2 separate regions of the Mus musculus genome follow, and region 1 is linked to region 2. The links are chromatin contacts, called in public HiChIP or PLAC-seq maps. All regions are on one chromosome and are shown on one strand. The core of a region is the stretch at or near the end of the contact, and the rest is flanking DNA. Distances in the headings are between cores, read along the strand shown.

The links. HiChIP or PLAC-seq counts read pairs in DNA pulled down with a chosen protein or histone mark.
Region 1: a contact with region 2 is called in an H3K4me3 HiChIP or PLAC-seq map of intestinal villus epithelium, with 5 read pairs. The contact joins two enhancer-like sites. A contact is called at or near these places in 13 of 484 Hi-C or Micro-C datasets (the 63-12 cell line, 8-cell embryo, CD4 T cells and 8 more), 4 of 115 datasets of contacts at active chromatin or transcription factors (bone marrow-derived dendritic cells, epiblast stem cells, intestinal villus epithelium and 1 more) and 2 of 9 other capture datasets (adipose tissue and embryonic stem cells).

What each region holds. Positions count from the first base shown.
Region 1 is chr3:146,289,381-146,295,379 of GRCm38.p6, forward strand. No RefSeq gene overlaps it. Among named protein-coding and RNA genes, the nearest start is that of Gm40167, 54 kb to the right of the region's middle. Within about 2 kb of position 3,366, at least 7 of the 459 cell types and tissues checked have an H3K27ac peak or open chromatin away from gene starts, as enhancers often do. A contact at or near this core is called in intestinal villus epithelium, where this site is marked.
Region 2 is chr3:146,193,085-146,198,949 of GRCm38.p6, forward strand. It overlaps Mcoln2 (mucolipin 2), which reads left to right. Exons shown (of 14, transcript NM_026656.5): 14 at 1,671-2,427. The coding sequence ends at 1,707. Among named protein-coding and RNA genes, the nearest start is that of Lpar3, 25 kb to the right of the region's middle. Within about 2 kb of position 3,502, at least 22 of the 459 cell types and tissues checked have an H3K27ac peak or open chromatin away from gene starts, as enhancers often do. A contact at or near this core is called in intestinal villus epithelium, where this site is marked.

The DNA.
Region 1 (5,999 bases), core at 2,116-4,615, 96 kb after region 2:
CCACACCTCCAAATGGTGCCACTCCCTGGTCCAAGAATATACAAACCATCACATGTATGCACACATTTGTTTGTGTTTGTACATGTTCATGTGTATGGTATGCATGTACATGTTTGTCCATGTGTGAAGAAGACCAGATGTCAAGATGACGACAGCCAAAGTGTCACTCATCTGGTTGCTGTCCGGCTTGTTTTTGAGACAGAGCCTCTCCATAACCTATCAATACCTGATTAGCAACATTTCCAGTTACAAAATCAGCATACAAACCAAGTATCTTTCAAATATACTAATAACGAACTTGTTCAGATGGAAACTAGGAAAAAATATTCTATTCAAGGTATATGATAAAAAATTAATTTGTTATAGTAAGAAATGTAAAAGATACTAAACAAAAAGACCTTCTATGATTCCTGGATCAGCAGAATTAATGTATGAACTCGACTATCTCACCAAAATAGTTTACAGATTTGATGCGATGCCCACCAAAATTCAGATGACATTCTTTGTGGTCATAGTTGGCATATGACCATGGACAATACATATTGACATCAGCCATCCCTCATGTCTCTAGGATCTTGCTATAAGAGTGAATGGCAAAGGTAGGTATAAAATTCAGACATTGTAAGTCATTAGAAGTAAGACTTATTGTCCCTGTGGTTGTGAAAGAGAGAACAGGTCAAACCTCTTACAGAAAGCAGCAGTATTTGATCCCGTGAGCAGAGGGTGGAGTTTGTCATTGTTTTGAGGGAGGGTGACACTAAAGGTTCTTCATTTGATAGGAAGAAGGGAGTGATGAGTGCACCTGGGAGGAAGTTGCCATGGAGATGACCTCAGTGTAACACCTGAGGGAACTGAAAACCACGTGATTCAGTGAGTGTTCAAAAGAAGTTGCGACTCAATTAAGTGTGCTATTAACAACAACAACAACAACAAAGTTGGTTTCTTAATAACTCTGTATAACTTCAGACTCCAAAGAGCCAGTGTTTAATAACAATATGTTATCCTAATGAAGAAGGCTTTTAACTCTTAGAGCAATCCAGTTTCTGAGAATTTATGCTAAAGAAATGATTCCAAACCAAGAAAGGGCTTTGTACGCAAAGGTGATTAGAAAAGCACAATTGATGGCGAGTAGGAACTTCCAAACTCTGCACGTATTCAAAGGTGTGATGTGATGCACCACAGCCCAGGCCACAATTGTGGCTCCTTCATATGCTAGCCAGGGACTGTTGACAAATCACTCTGTGCCTTAGCTTCTCTATCCTTAAAGGATAATAATTCTATCTCATTCATCAGGTTTTATGGAGCTCAAAGGAATAGTAGCTAAAATATGTAGAAGAGGACTGGGCACTGGGTCTGCATCATTACTTATTAATGGAATGCTGCCTAGCAATTTAAAATTACAGGCATGAATAATCTAATATCCAAATCATGTATATTATAGACTTTTCTGACAGACAATATTGTACAAAGAGACATGTCTTAAGAATGACGTAAGGGCTTGGGTCAGAGCTACTATGAAAGTAAAATTACCTTTTGCAGAAACAGGACACCAGAAACACCCCATGTTGGGTGAATAGAATTCAGTTTTAGTTGTGACATTAGTTGGTTTTTTTTTTTTAATAGACAAAACCAGGTGGAGTTTCCAACAAAACAGCCAGGTAAACAAATCTAGATAGGAGATTTCAGTCTCAGAGATATTCCTGCATGAGGAACTTTGAAGCCCGAGCTGAGAATTCACTCAGCTAGTGAGTGAATACAGACACAGTGACAGGCTGGAAAATCGGACCCTGAGGATTCTCAGTGTCTGAAAGACAGAGAAACAAGAAGTCAATCAAGGAGACAGAAGGCAAAGCCCGTGCTGAAGGAAAAGATCCAGAAATCCACAGAGAGCGAATAACTGTGTCAAAGACTCTGAGGTAAGGCTTGAAGTTTCGCTGTTAATTTGGCCTTAGAAGTTATGAGGGCGTTGACACCGGAGTTTCAGTGGCATGGTGGGGATGAGAGCCAGCTTGAAATGGGTTCAAAGGAAAATGGGAGGTGAGGTTTGGAAGCAGTGAGGACGGCTATTTTTGAGGCAGTTCTTGTTTTGTTTTGTTTTTCCTGAAATGGGACCACAGAGAGAGAGAAAGAGAGAGAGAGAGAGAGAGAGAGAGAGAGAGAGTAGCAGTTGGTGAGGCATGTGAGGTCAGCAAGGGATTTGATGCTGGAAAGAATGACTGATAACTCAGGGCACCAATGACAACAATATCCTTAAGGAATGGGAAGATTCACGAAGGGTCTGGTCACACAGGGACATCCCACTCAGTAAGACGAGGGAAGGCAAGGTTTGCGCTCACGGAATGGGAAGACATAATGAAGAGATGCGCTCACGTGTTTCCTCCTGTGTTATGGGTCAATGAGTATTTGGGGCTATTAGCAGAGAATATACCAACCAAGCCTGAATGAGTTAGGGGTCAAGCAAAGGAAAAAAAAAAACATGGCCCAAGCCATATAATGCATACTCTATGAAAGAAAATAGCAAAGATAAAACACAGTACGCTCCTGTCCTTCAAGAGACAATGCCTGCTATGAACTACTGATCCAGAGGAGACCTTGATGGGGAAGGAGGCAGGGCAGCCAAAACTCTGAGCTCTGCTGAGAGTCCAGCTCCAGTGTGCATCCTGCCTCCCACCAGGATTCCACCTACAGAGCCAGGGGAGGCCACAGAGGACAAAGTGCAGAGGGAAACTATCATGAAAGGCTTTATAATCTCCCCTCCTCCACACACCAGATACCCGGCAACACTGAGGCTCCAGAGAGAACATCTCCCACTTGCCTGACCCCTAGAACCTAGGAGACCCTGAGGGGTCTGAGAACATCACTCTTCAACTCAGGGCAGCTAAGCCAGAAATCCACTCTCTTCGTCTTTTTTAAGTTCTTGTTCTCACTGTTTGAGTCCCGCTCTTGCATATACATCCCAGGATGGTTTTGCTTCTGTTTGTATATTGTTCAGTGGAGTCTTAGGAATAGTGTGTCTGCTTTGCACCTAATTTTCCATGCTTCACTACACTCTCAGTCACACATCAAACTTTCTCTTCTATTCCTTATTTTTTCTCTTTCTTTCTTCTTTAGTCTCTTCTCTTTTTACTTCTTAATTATAATCTTCCATAGCTTTAACAATCTCTAAAATCTGTGGATCATAACAATATCCTAATTTTCCCTTCTCAGCTACTTCATCCGCCACAGTCTGAGTAAACTCTATCTCATCTTTGGTTGTTTATCCTTCAGAAATCTACACAAGTCCAAGGGGTCACTGCTACTACCTGCCTACTATGACATTTACATAGCAGTTGTGTCGAGCAGCTGTTGTTGCTCCCAGTTAATATTGTACTTAGGGAGCAATATAAAACTTACACCAGACGCCTGAACTCCTGGACTTAGGAGCTATAATCCGAACTATACATTGAAGTCTACCTTTACTCAATTCCCACACGAACATTTCAAATACTTCAAATGAAGGAAATAGTTGATAAAAAAAATAAGTAAACCAAGGATATAAATAAGCCCAGATGTATAAACCCTAATTCAGTATCATAAGAAACACATACAAACAAACAAAACTTAAGACATGATAACTCCTCTATAAATTAATAACCCTTCTGTAAAGACGCCAAATGAGAGTATGTTAGATTAAATCCCAGACATAGATGTCAGACTCATGACTCAAAGCATGTTCAAAGACACAACCAGTAGACTAAAATAAAAAAGATGACAGATTGTTTGAAAGGCGAGTTCAACGGAGGTAGAACTACTGAGGAAAACCCAATCTGAAGTGCTGGGAATTTAAAACAAAACCACAGTAAGTCAAGGAAAAAAACTCTTTGGAAAGTCTAAGCCATACTGTGACTCAAGGAGAGTACAGAATATCTGAGCTTAAAGACATGGTGAAGGAACAAGCAAGAAATATAAAATAATGAAGGTCCCTGGTGCTAATGTCGAGATGTTCGTGATTCATCTGGAGATAATTGACATAAAAGAAGGAGATGAATCTCATTTTAAAGGCATAGAAAACACTTTCAAACGAATCATAGTATAATATTTCCTAGACTTGGGAAAAGGGATAACAATCTATATTCAAGAAATATTTAGAACAACAAACATAAAAAACTCCCCTTATTATATTTAATATATAACCTCCATTATATTATAATTAAAATACTAAATATCCTAGACAAAGATCTATCGAAAGTGGTAAGAGAGAAACGCCAGGTTACATACAAAGCCAGGCCTATCAGAGAAACAGCTGATTTGTCATCTGAAACTTTAATAGGCAGGGGATTCCTGGGAAGATGTATTTCAAGTTTTAAAAGAAACTGCCGGGGACAGGCGGAAGCACAGAGCCGTTGAAGCAGCACCCTTTGCGGGCCGCAGACAGCCGGCCACCGTCCGGACCAGAGGACAGGTGTCTGCCTGGCTTGGGAGGCGGCCTCAGCCTCAGGAGCAGCGGTCGCCATCTTGGTTCCGGGACTCCGCGGAACTTAGGAATTTAGTCTGCACAGGTGAGAGTCTGCACCACAGAAGCTGACAGCTTCTGGGAACTGCCAAAGCAACACAGCTTCTGAGAAAGGTCCTGTTTTGGGCCTTCTTCTTCGGCCAGGAGAAGGTCCAAACACAAGATATCTGCGCACCTTCCCTGTAAGAGAGCTTGCCAGCAGAGAGTGCTCTGAGCACTGAAACTCAGAGGAGAGAATCTGTCTCCCAGGTCTGCTGATAGACGGTAACAGAATCACCAGAAGAACAATCTCTAAACAGAGTCAACTATAACTACTAACTCCAGAGATTACCAGATGGTGAAAGGTAAACGTAGGAATCTTACTAACAGGAACCAAGACCACTCACCATCATCAGAACCCAGCACTCCCACTTCGCTCAGTCCAGGGCACCCCAACACACCCGAAAACCTAGACCTAGATTTAAAAGCATATCTCATGATGATGGTAGAGGACATCAAGAAGGACTTTAATAAATCACTTAAAGAAATACAGGAGAACACTGCTAAAGAGTTACAAGTCCTTAAAGAAAAACAGGAAAACACAATCAAACAGGTAGAAGTCCTTACAGAAAAAGAGGAAAAAACATACAAACAGGTGATGGAAATGAACAAAACCATACTAGACCTAAAAAGAGAAGTAGACACAATAAAGAAAACTCAAAGTGAGGCAACACTGGAGATTGAAACCCTAGGAAAGAAATCTGGAACCATAGATTTGAGCATCAGCAACAGAATACAAGAGATGGAAGAGAGAATCTCAGGTGCAGAAGATTCCATAGAGAACATCGGCACAACAATCAAAGAAAATGGAAAATGCAAAAAGATCCTAACTCAAAATATCCAGGAAATCCAGGACACAATGAGAAGACCAAACCTATGGATAATAGGAGTGGATGAGAATGAAGATTTTCAACTCAAAGGACCAGCAAACATCTTCAACAAAATTATTGAAGAAAACTTCCCAAATCTAAAGAAAGAGATGCCTATGAACATACAAGAAGCCTACAAAACTCCAAATAGATTGGACCAGAAAAGAAATTCCTCCCGACACATAATAATCAGAACAACAAATGCACTAAATAAAGATAGAATAGTAAAAGCAGTAAGGGAAAAAGGTCAAGTAACATATAAAGGCAAGCCTATCAGAATTACACCAGATTTTTCACCAGAGACTATGAAAACCAGAAGAGCCTGGACAGATGTTATACAGACACTAAGAGAACACAAATTCCAGCCCAGGCTACTATACCCAGCCAAACTCTCAATTACCATAGATGGAGAAACCAAAGTATTCCACGACAAAACCAAAACCAAATTCACACATTATCTCTCCACGAATCCAGCCCTTCAAAGGATAATAACAGAAAAAAAACCAATACAAGAACAGGAACAACGCCCTAGCAAAAACAAGAAGGTAATCCCTCAACAAACCTAAAAGAAGACAGCCACAAGAACAGAATGCCAACTT
Region 2 (5,865 bases), core at 2,252-4,751:
CCATTCTCAAGCAAACCACCACAGTGTTCTTGGTTAAAAGCACGCCTCAGTAGCTCTTCATTGCTGGCTGTTTGGACTCTGAGAGAAATGACCTGGTTCTCAGTGACCAGAGGGTGCTACACAGTTGGGTGGTGACCAGCATGGAGGTCATGGTTTTCTCAAACGTACCCAGATTTGTTTTCACTTGGGTCAGAGGTAGACATTTTTCAAGTATTCCTTGCCTTTGCTTTCTGAGCATTCCATCAATCCAGTTCCTCAAGGGAGATGGGAGATCACAGCTACTTAGGCTCACATGAGGAGTTTTCTGTCCGTTGATTCACACCGCATCTTGAGATTTTTCCATGAGACGAGTGAGCACATCCCGAGGATGTCTGGTAAACACGAGACGAGGTCTTCTGAGACATTCTCAAAATTGCATTTCATCCTCTCAGAGCGTTAAACTATTGCCGCGGATGCCAGGGTAAAAGAAGATTAATTTTCTTAATTTGCAACTGCCTCCGAAGACATGGGAAGGCTATCACAGGTCTCTCGGGGCCGCCATGGCATCCTGTAGTTATTATATTAATGGCTTTTCTGGCTGTCGTGACAAATACCTGATGATAAACAGCTTAAGGGATGAAGGACTTATGGCAGCTCAGGGTCTGAGCAAGCAAAGCTGGTCACACTGGGCACGGAGCACATGGTAGCTGGTCACACTGGGCACGGAGCACACGGTAGCTGGTCACACTGGGCATGGAGCACACGGTAGCTGGTCACACTGGGCATGGAGCACACAGTAGCTGGTCACACTGGGCACGAAGCACATGGTAGCTGGTCACACTGGGCACATGGTAGCTGGTCACACTGGGCACAGGGAAGAAGCAGAAGATGAAGGCTGATTGCTTAGCATTCATTCACTCCAAACCAAGGCTGCCCACCTTCCGGACTTCCTCCTTCTCAGTTAAATGTCTCTAGAAATACCCTAAGCTGTGTACTCGGGCATAGATAGTCTATGGTTCTCCTGAACCACTTGATGCCTGCAGGGTGAACCTGCTGGCCTCAGGTCTCTCTTCCCAGACTGACAGGATTTGGCTCTTTGGAGGACAAGGCTTGGATGGGCAGATATGAGTTGTCAAACGTTCTCTTCTATGAAGGAAAGTGTCTGGCCCTTGTAGCCATTGATCAGCTCTGATAGAGCAGGGTCCTGAGAGATGATGGTTGCTCAATCGGTTGTTTCCAGAGCCTCAATCCAAGCCTCAAAGTATGTACATTTCCCGTGCTCCATTTTCTTCCTCTTTCACATTTGGCTCACATAAGCTATATGTGTCTAGAGCGTATTCTAGTCTTTTTGTAAAGATTTTGGGGAGTCCAGGTAGAAAAGTTGCCTAGACTGGGCAAGACCCTCAGTTTGGTCCCTAACATCACTATCTGAATAATAAAATAAAAAAAATAAGAGCTGTCAATGTCAGATGTGGCGTTGCGTGTGTTCTGGGAGGGGAAGCAGAAGGACCAGGAATTCAAGGTCATTATCAGCTACATAGTTTGAGGCTAACCTGAGCTACATGAGACCCTGTCTAAACAACAACAGCAACCACAACAATGACAACAACAGCATCAATGACGCAGGACTATCCAAACAAAAATTCTTAACTTGACGTTCTCTTACTCCTTCATCCCCTTTTCTGTTACAGGAGAAGAAGCAATGACCACTTGATTCTCATTGACTAAAACCTTTGGCTGATGTCAGTCAAGTCCAGATCCCTTTATGCTGAGGTCATTCAGAGAGACCCCAGAGGTAGCAGCAGTCGGCTCAAAGATTGTCCTGCTGAATTGTGGAACCAGAAGGAGGGGTGTCCATGAGCTGCTGATCAGACCTGACATTCCAAAGTTACTTTTCATAGACATGGAGTGTGAAGAGTAAGCCTCTTGTGAGGCCAGCGTGGCAATGAAATTCACCAGGAGTCTGGTCGTTTGTGACATCATAATGTTGAGATGTAAAAAGAAATATTCCCACTTCAGAGTGTGTAAGCAATATTTAAACCCAGATAAAGATGCATGCTTATTGAAAAAACAAAGATTTGTTTCAAAACGTGACACTTGGATTTGAAGACATTTGTTAATTTATGGTCTGCACAGAAATAAATTTGCTTCCAAACCAAATTAAGACTTGAAGCTAGAGAGTGGTAAGCCACTCAGTTCGTGACTGGTTGGACTGTGAGCTTGCTTCTTCAGCAAGCACAACACCAGTGTCTGTTAGCACAGTCAGCGGGATGAAAGAGCACCTGGCTGTCCCCTCAGGTGAGCTCTCCCTGGACTGGACACATGATGAGTGAGTCACCCTAAGCTTGGAGTGGCCATCTGTTTCACAAGTCAGCTCCATTGTGGTGGGGATTTGCCCTTGTCATGGAAGGAAGTGTAGATTTTTCATTAAATAAATTTATTTTCACGATGTTGCATTGTACTATTATTGTGTTACAATGCGATGTCTCTTGACAGTCACTGAGTGAGAGTTCCATTTTATACCATCCCTCTTGAATACTTTGTCCACCTGAGAGATCCGTCATTTTTAAACAAGTGGTGAAGGAGCTATGAGGGTTGGTCCATAGAAGCTATTTGATAAAGACTTGAGACTAAGATCATTATGTCATAGCTGAGCTATCTGGGGCTATGAGGGCTACTGGTGCAGAGTAAGATTTGGGTTTGCATCTCAGAGCAGCTCCTGCCCTTCCCTGCCTTTGTCTCCGCTCCAAGAACCGTTGTCTGATTCTCCATCTGCTCCTTGCTCCTGCTCTTCTTCATATCCGTCCAACAAATCCAGACAGAGAAAACCCTGCAGCTAATAACTGTAAGATCTGTAGGTGAGGGCATGTTTCATGCTAGGGCTGTTTTTTGCTGTCCTTGGGGGACAATCTGAGTTTTGTGCCCAGCACCCACAGTGTGACTCGAGAGACCCCATAATTCCAGAGACCCTATAATTCAGGGAGCACATGCCTTTTTCTGACATCTGAAGAATCATACAGATGCAGCTAGGCAACCGAAACGCTCATACACAGCATAGAAACCAATCTTTATTTTTTTAAAGGAAAAAGACTCGTGACTACATATAGAGTACTTAGTCAAAGTATCATTTTAATTAATTTTTCTTTTTACAAAAAAATAGTTCAAGAGTCACAGGACTTGGTTTTAAAACTAAAGATCATCAGACTGAGGGTCTGGGCTTCTTTCTCTGGTTCCAGATCAGGTATAGGGTTAAGCCATTGCTAGCCTGGTTGGCTCCGAACAGACTAGATTTGTAGCCTACAGCTTTGACTGTCATTTGATAGAAACTTAATGATGCTATCTCACTCGTCCTTAGCTACTTCTTAAAATCAGCTATTATGTTTCCTTTCATTTCCTTTTGTTCGGTTGGCTCCAATGCTTTCAGGAAGAAAAATATTTTTCAAGGTTACCATGGAAACATTGTTTCTTTTGCTCTTAGTCATTTTGAACAATGGCGGCTTTTCTCACTGTGGTCTCTTTCCCGAGTTATTGAGGATGTAGTAGGGTAACTGCTGATGGACAGGTCTGGGACAAGCCCTTTCTTCTCTCAGACCTTAGTTACTTCACTGTGACCGAAGATACAATCTTTTTTACCTTTTATTTACATTCTGAAATCGCTACCCCTTGTAGAAATCACCTCCTTGGCTTACAGTGACACAGCCAAAGCCACACACAGTACCCTGAGGTAACTGACTGGAATGGCAGAAACAAGCAGAGTATTTGGGCGCCTTGAACCCCACTCATCCTGTAGCTTTGGGGCTCTGGACAAGCCACGTTCCGCCCTGAGGTGATGGTGATAAATCTGCGACTGACCTTTGGCTCACAGCTCCTGCCGTGAACTCTGGCACTAGAGTGGACCTTGAGCCTCTTCCCTCCCATCCTCTGCAGTGTTTAGACGCAGATTCCATGCAATGGTGCAGACAAAGCATTTGCTTCTGTAGCTAGTCTATCTGGGATCGTCTCCATCTTTGGACAGTACACAGTGTGTTTCCATTTCTCTGTGTGCACAATGGAGACTGAAACTTAAAAGAGTCAAAGTTCATAGAAAGGGGTGTGGCTCTTAACGGCTCCATCACGAAGCGAGAAAGGAGAAATGCTCTCTTTCCCCATGTTTCTCAATTCAGTCTGGGCAGATGGTGCTGCTTCCATCCAGGGTGGGCCTTGCCCTCGGCTAATCCTTTCAGCAAACTCTCTTCCAGTCACACCAGAAGTGTGGCTCACTAGTGTTCTGGCCATTTCTTCATCCCACCAAGCTGATGAGATTAGCATGCAAGCTCCTCCTGACATTCGACTCCATCCTATGGAGCCCTGACCCCACGGAGACCCAGGCCTGGATCCTTGAGCACATGAAGTGCAGTTGTGCACTTAGCTTCTTATCAAGGGCAAACAGCAGTCCTTAGTACCCTCACCTAAAAATAGCCTGGCACTGGCACAGGGCACCAGGAGTCTAAAGGTCATTAGCAAAGTATGTCTGGGAACTGCCCTATGGAGTTGGCCAGAGTCCTTTCCACACTAGAGATGGCTATGCGTCCCTGTTCTATGACAGCTCCGCATCGCAGTGTTACTGGACAGACAGACTTCACTGTTAATCGGCTCCACCTTTATTTTCATCTGAAACTTTGGCAAATTTTATTTTCCTCTGTCTGACTTCAAGTTGGAACACTTCAACTTTGTGTTCTCTACCAAATATCTAGAACCTCACGTGGTTCGGATAGCTTGCACGAGTCCTCTCTTGCCTGGCAGGGTGAAGAGGGTCCTACCAACTACCCCAAGCACAGCATTCTATACACCAGCACTTCAGAAAGACTGGCATCATCATAGCCCGGGAACCGGAGAGATTTGCTGGGTCAGGGAAATGCTGTGCCCCTCTGCTCTCCCTCGCTTGGGATTCTCAGGCTCTCAACAGGGATAACTTCAGAGTCGGCTTGGTGCTCACGTGACCTGGATGTTCTCAGAGGCGCCTGCATTTTACTGAATAGCCTGTCCTCCACAGTCTTGAAATTCTTCGTGTATTTTGGACAAGGGGCCCATGTGTTCACGATTTAGTGGCCTCTGCAGGTCGAGTAGCTAATCCTGATGAGATGACTCGATGATCACAGCGCGCTTTCAAATATTTAATTTTAAAAACATATGTGTATAACTGTGCATCTCTGTGTTTGGGTGCTCACAGACTCCAATGTTGGATTCCTGGATCTGCAGTTTGCAATCATTTGTGATCCGCCCAACATGGGTGATGGGAAGCAAACTAGGAACTTTTCCAAGAGCCGTATATGCTCTTAACTGCTGAGTTATCTCTCTAGCCCTCGATGCATTCTTATTTTTTTTTATTTTCTTGAGATTATAATATTGCAAAAAAAACCCTTTTAAGGCAAGATTGAATTCTGGATTTATATTTTATTTGTTGTCATTTTGGTTTTGTGAGTTAGGTAGGATCTTACTCCGTAATCCGGGCTGACCCAGAACTGAGTATGTAGCCCAGGCTAGACTTGGATTCACAGAAATCCTCCTGCCTCCTGAGTGCTAGCGTTACAGGTATGTACCACACCGAACGAACCCACACAGCCCCCCATGGCCTTCTCTCCAGTACCCCCATAGCCACTTTGGATGTGAAGGGCTTGCGGTATGGCCAACCAGGCCCATGTCTTAGAGAAAAGGGTACATGAGCTCTGGAAGAACGGAACTAAATCCCGCAATGAACTCTCAAGCTGATAGAGAAACACGACATCGCAAGGCTGGTCTGCATGGGACTCCTGACAGCAAACGCAGCCGCAAACAAGTGTGCAGAAAGCAATGGTCAGTGTTTCCTGTGCCTCAGTCTCTGCAAGTGAGCTAGGGAGAGAGGGTGAA